2 separate regions of the Sus scrofa genome follow, and region 2 is linked to region 1. A link is a contact called in public promoter capture Hi-C data. All regions are on one chromosome and are shown on one strand. The core of a region is the stretch at or near the end of the contact, and the rest is flanking DNA. Distances in the headings are between cores, read along the strand shown.

Evidence for each region. Promoter capture Hi-C pulls out the DNA fragments that hold promoters and counts their contacts.
Region 2: a promoter capture Hi-C map of skeletal muscle shows a contact between it and region 1, with 8 times the contacts expected there. The contact joins the promoter of C3H7orf50 here to the enhancer-like site in region 1. A contact is called at or near these places in 3 of 5 promoter capture datasets (fetal liver, fetal skeletal muscle and skeletal muscle), 5 of 47 Hi-C or Micro-C datasets (blood, fetal skeletal muscle, omental adipose tissue and 2 more) and 1 of 2 datasets of contacts at active chromatin or transcription factors (alveolar macrophages).

The regions. Positions count from the first base shown.
Region 1 is chr3:549,328-552,027 of Sscrofa11.1, reverse strand. ADAP1 (ArfGAP with dual PH domains 1) reads left to right here. Exons shown (of 12, transcript NM_214226.1): 8 at 1,633-1,716; 9 at 1,957-2,019; 10 at 2,366-2,437; 11 at 2,545-2,700. Among named protein-coding and RNA genes, the nearest start is that of GET4, 17 kb to the right of the region's middle. Within about 2 kb of position 1,352, at least 6 of the 83 cell types and tissues checked have an H3K27ac peak or open chromatin away from gene starts, as enhancers often do. A contact at or near this core is called in fetal skeletal muscle and skeletal muscle, where this site is marked.
Region 2 is chr3:743,927-746,626 of Sscrofa11.1, reverse strand. It overlaps C3H7orf50, which reads left to right and starts at 1,257. Exons shown (of 5, transcript XM_013987679.2): 1 at 1,257-1,407.

The DNA.
Region 1 (2,700 bases), core at 103-2,602:
CTGGGGAACCTGCCATGGGGCTCACAGCTCTCACTCCTGTGTGAGCCTCTGCCATTTATTTTCCAGTCTGTGGGTTGCCCACCCAGCGGGTATGGGATTGTTTCTCTTTTGAAAGTACCCCTCCCACGACCTTGATGTGGTTTCGTCTTAGTCTTTGGGTGCAGGAGATCTTTTCTGGTAGCCTCTAGTCTGTTTCGTTAGTGGTTGCTCAACAGTTGGTTGTAATTTTGGTGTGTTCACGACAGGAGCTAAGCTCTGGTCCTTCTACTGCACCGTCTTGTGTGAGTCAAGAACCTGAACTTGTCTTATCCTTGAAGAATGTTTCTATTTCTTCCAAATGGCTATTTCCCATTTGTGTGCTCTTTTTTCTCTGGCTTCCGTGAGAGATTTCCTGGGCTGGTCAGGTTCTCCAGGGGAAGCCCCTCCTTCCCGAGCCCCAGCATGGAGGGAGCTGAGAGGGAGCAGGAGGAGACTCGGGCCTGGTGTGGCATCATACAACTTCACTGTTTCTAGAATGGGGTCCCGACAGGCACACACCCCGTGCTTGGGACCCCTCTCGCCTCACCAAGGCTCTTTCTTTTCGCCCTCTGCAAAGAGGCGGGTTCCATCTCCTGCCAGGATGGGGCAGTTCTGCATGGAGCCCCTCCCACTTCCAGGGGAGCCCAGAGCTGTGCCTTCCCCAGCCCTTTGGGCGTCTGCAGCAGCAGACTGGCCACGTCTCAGCTTTCCTTTCTGTGGCTTCAGACGCAGCTAATTTGGACCACGTTTCCATCTGTTTCCAGTTCCCAGCACGTCGTGACTCTTCTCCCTCGTCTCATGGGGTTAGGCCTTTAAAAAACTATCCCTTAAGCAGTCCTAATGGGGGGGCAACCTGGCTCAAGGCATGTGAGCCAGTCTTCAGCTCTACCCAGAAGCCTTTTCACCTTCCTGGTGCAGAGACGGAGCCCAGGGCAGGCAGAGGGCAGGTGCTGGGAGCCCAGGGGCCTCTAGAGCATCCGTCTGGTTTCAGCAAGTCAGGGAAGGGCCTGAGAGGAGCAGGGAGGCCAGTGCCAGTGACCGGACAGGGAGAGACTGGAGGGATTGGGTCCAGTGGAGTGGGGTTAGGGGCACCAGGCGTGAGCTGGGTTTAGGGGCAGGGCCCTTAGTGAGGCTGAGTGGCCAAGGGGCAAAGGTCACATGCTATGGGAGGGGTGGGGAGGAGGTGGCAGCCACAGACACAGGGACCCCTGGCAGCTCTTGCTTCAGGGGTCCAATCCCCTCCTGTTCTCCAGCGGCGTCCTCAGTAGGGAGGGGAGACGTGGCTCTGGGTGGGTTTATAAATAGCTGAGCCTCCCTCTTGACAGGACGTCAGGTCATAAAAATAGCCCAACCCGAGAGGAGAGAGGCTGCCCGTTGTCCAGCAGCTGGGGGCTTGGACGGCAGCCCCAGGCCGCCCCCGCCTGCTTTGACTGCTTGGGGATCCGGCGTCCCCGCTGGAGCCTTCGTGGGGGTTCCCCCAAGCAGACCAGACCCACCCTTGTGCCTGTGTCCACCGCAGCCGGCCAGCCGCACAGTGGGCACAGGCCCGGGAGCTGAGGGGTGGGGGGGCCTGTACCCACGGCCCACACCCCACACCCAGCCTCTCACCCCCAGGAGATGGTGGACTGGTTCAACGCGCTCCGTGCTGCCCGCTTCCACTACCTGCAGGTGGCCTTCCCGGGGGCCAGCGACGCAGACGTGAGTGGCTGCTGCCGCCTCTGACCCTGGAGAGGGGGACGTGGGCCCTGGTCTGGGACGGTGGGTTGGGTGCTGACTGAGGGCCCACGTGGACCCGAGGAGCCCCCTGCCCCTGGCCGGCCTGAGGTCCCTGGAGGGGCGTGTTGGGGGTTGAGGGGGCGGGGAGCAGGGGCAGCTGGGGAGGGGCGCCCTGGGGGCTGTGCTGCCTCCTGGGCCCAGCCTGAGGGGGTTCTGCCCTAGCTGGTGCCGAAGCTCTCCAGGAACTACCTTCAGGAAGGCTACATGGAGAAGACGGGGCCCAAGGTACGTCCACTCAGGAGCCCGGGACGCCCAGGCCCCTCTGCAAGGTTGTGCCTTGGGCACCAGGGGCTGTGCGGGACCAGGGGAGCCCAGAGTGGCAGCGACACCCCCAGCAAGGGCCTCTGCGTGCCCCCATTTTGCAGCAGCGCAGGCACCCCCGCCCGGGACCCTGGTGCTCTGGGGGCCTGGAAGCAGAACCCTGAGGACACCTCGTGCCCTGAGGCCCGGGCCAGCTCCAAGCCCCGGCTCCTGCCCCAACGCCGGGCACCCTGGGGTCCCTGCCATGTGGGGGGCGGGGTGAGGGGCCCCCGGCCCTGCCTCGGCAGACCCAGTGCACCCTCGCCCACAGCAGACGGAAGGCTTCCGGAAGCGCTGGTTCACCATGGACGACCGCAGGCTCATGTACTTCAAAGACCCCCTGGTAAGGACGGCCGCACCCGGGCTCCTGGGTGGACGGAGGGGCTGCCTGCGGGACGGGGGGGGGGGCGGGGGCGGCCCGGAGCCGCCGCTCAGCCTGGCCGCCCCCAGGACGCCTTCGCCCGCGGGGAGGTCTTCATCGGCAGCAGGGAGAGCGGCTACACGGTGCTGGACGGGCTCCCGCCGTCCACCCAGGGCCACCACTGGCCGCACGGCATCACGATCGTCACGCCCGAGCGCCGCTTCCTGCTGGCCTGTGAGACGGAG
Region 2 (2,700 bases), core at 8-2,507, 190 kb before region 1:
TCGGGAATTCCACATGCCTCAGATGTGGCCCTAAAACAAACAAAAACAAACCTTTTTGGACCTAGAAGGCCAAGGAGGCTCAAGTTTTCTATATGGACAAGAGGCAGGTGGAGGCCATTGGGTAGGGGCGTTGTGGGGTGGGAGTCTGTTGCATTCCAGGAAGCTGCCATAGAGTCCTGCTCAGTTGCATGGCAAATTACCAGAGCTAAAAATAAAAGCAAAAATTAAAAAAACTACATCAACGCTTCTGTATATTTAAGCTTCTGGATGAACTTTTTTTCCCTAGATGGTCGTGAAGTCCTCCAGAGCAGCTGGAAAACGGAATGGCTTTTCCTGGAGTCCGTAGCGTTGGACGTGCTTGCACACATGGTTCAGAAACTCTACCCCCAAGTGTGTGCCTTATAGACTCTCACGTGTGTGAACACAGGACCAGCAGGGGCTCTGGTATAATGCGGCCAGATTAGAAACTGGCTGGCCTTAGAGAGTGGAACTAAAGAACCCTGCCTGGCTTTCCTATCTCCCATATCGAGAACCTTCCCTTGATAGCATAACCCCGTCCACCTGTCTCCTCCACGTGGTCTGCAGCTTAAATGTCCCCACAGGCCAAGTCTCTTTCTTCCCTTTCTCAGTGTTGGGACTATGAAGAAATCAACAACGGTGTAACCCCTCAGTTTCACTGGCAGTGGGTTGCCTCAGACCTCAGATACCCCGCGAGGTCAGGCCCACCTCCGCCTTCAACCCTCACCCCAGGTGACCTCACCTGGACTTAACAGGTGTCTGCATGCACCTCCGATGCATTGGGAACCCTGGCGCACAGGTGTAATGCGGAGATTGCACAATCTTGCTCCCACTTTTAAGTGAAAGCAGTTAAAAATCTACCTCTGGAGTTTCCCTCCTGGCTCAGCGGTGACAGTCCCCACTAGTATCCATGGGGAACGCAGGTTTAGGCCTCACTCTGTGGGTTTAAGGATCCTGCGTTGCCCTGAGCTATGGCATGGCTGTGGTGTAGGCCGGCAGCTACAGCTCGGATTCGACCCCTAGACCAGGAACTTCAAATATCCATGGCTAGCGGCCCTAAAAAGACGGGGGGGGGGAAATCTATGTACATTTTTATCTTGTTCAACATGAACCCCGGTGGAGCAACGGGCCTGCGCAGCTTCGAACTGGGAGGTCCCGCACGTGGAGGGTTGCCTGGCAACCGCAGGCTCCGGGCACCAGCGGCGCCCAGCAATGACGCCACCGGCGCGTCTGGTCGCGTCCCGGCCCTGGCGGCTACCGCTCGCCATTGGCCAGCGGGGAGACGGAGGCGGGCCTCAGCCAATGGGGGGGGGGTGCAGCTCCGGAGGGCGGGTCCCCGTTACCTGGGCGCCGCGTCTGCCGGAAGCCGGCGCTGGAGGCCACGCGCAGGTAGGCGAGGGGGGCGGTCTGGGGCCCGCCCCACGTGGGTGCGAGGTCTCCGGGGCTGGCGGGTGCGCAAGGAGGGCTGGGCGCTTCCCCGGTCGGCAACCTGGGGGGAGCGCGGGATCCCGAGCGCCGGCCGCTCCGGGCCTTCCCCACTGCTCGGGGGTGCCTCCCGGTTGTCCGCAGTGTTGGAGCTGAAGCAGCCCCGGCCCAGCGAGCCAGGCTTGGGGGTGGTTGGGGTGCGGTTGATTTTGCTTAGCCCCGCAGGCGGCGCCGGGCCGAGGAGGGGAAGGGAGGGAAGCTCTGGAGGAGGGTCCCAGCAGAGGGGGGGGCCTAACCCGATTTAGGTATTTCACTAGTCCTTCCGGACGCCGAGTCGCACGTGGGATGGAGGGGCCGGGGCGGAGGCCGCAGACGAGTTGGAGGCTTTTGAATAATCCAGGGGAGCGGGGCGGCTGGACCAGGATCCTCAGGGTAGAGGCCGTGAGGGGCCACTTCTGGAGGTGCTCTGGATGCGCCAACGGGGTTTACCGTGGCGTGGAAGGCTGTGCAAGACGGGAGTTGTGGGTGACACCAGGGTGTTAGCTGGAGCTGAAAGCGGGATTCCACCACGTGACCATTCTTGGGGGGGAACAGACCGTGCAGGAAGGTCAGGTGTGCAGAGGACGGTGGGGTGTGGATTGGACCCCTCCGTTGAGAGGGTGTGTGTGGGTGATACACACCTGAGCAGAGAAACCTTTAGCCCAAGGGTGGTGTTTCCAGCCACAGGGCCTGAAGAGAGGGAGGGGCTGAGCCTCCGCCCCTTCGGAGTCGGGGCGCAGGGTGCAAAGGGGTCGGAGAGTGGAGGGTGCCTGGGAAGCTGAGAGGAAAGAGCAGGGGAGATGGGAGGGACCAGTCGTGTCCGTTAGATCCACTCGGTGACTCAGAGATAAACAGGACCGGCTGTACTTGGTTTTGCTGTACTTGGTTTCAGGCGGTGAGGTGGGATTTTTGTCAGTGACCACAAACAGGGCAAGGCTGACCTGAGGCCATAGGGAGGTGGCGGCTGTGCTCAGGGAGTCGGGGTGGAAAATGACCAGAAGCATGACCGGGGCTGGTCTGTGGGAAACCCCCCTGGGCTTGCTGGCTGGTGTTCAGGAAAATGGGGCTCCTCCTTGACCCCAGAGGCTGAGGGAGCAGGCCCGTCTGCAGGTGTTGGCCGGATCCTTTGGCAGCCTGGATTTTTCTCAGGTGCTTTTCAGGGGACCTAGAGTCGCTGTTAAGATGTGGCCTCGAGCTGCTGGAAACTGCTTTTTTGTT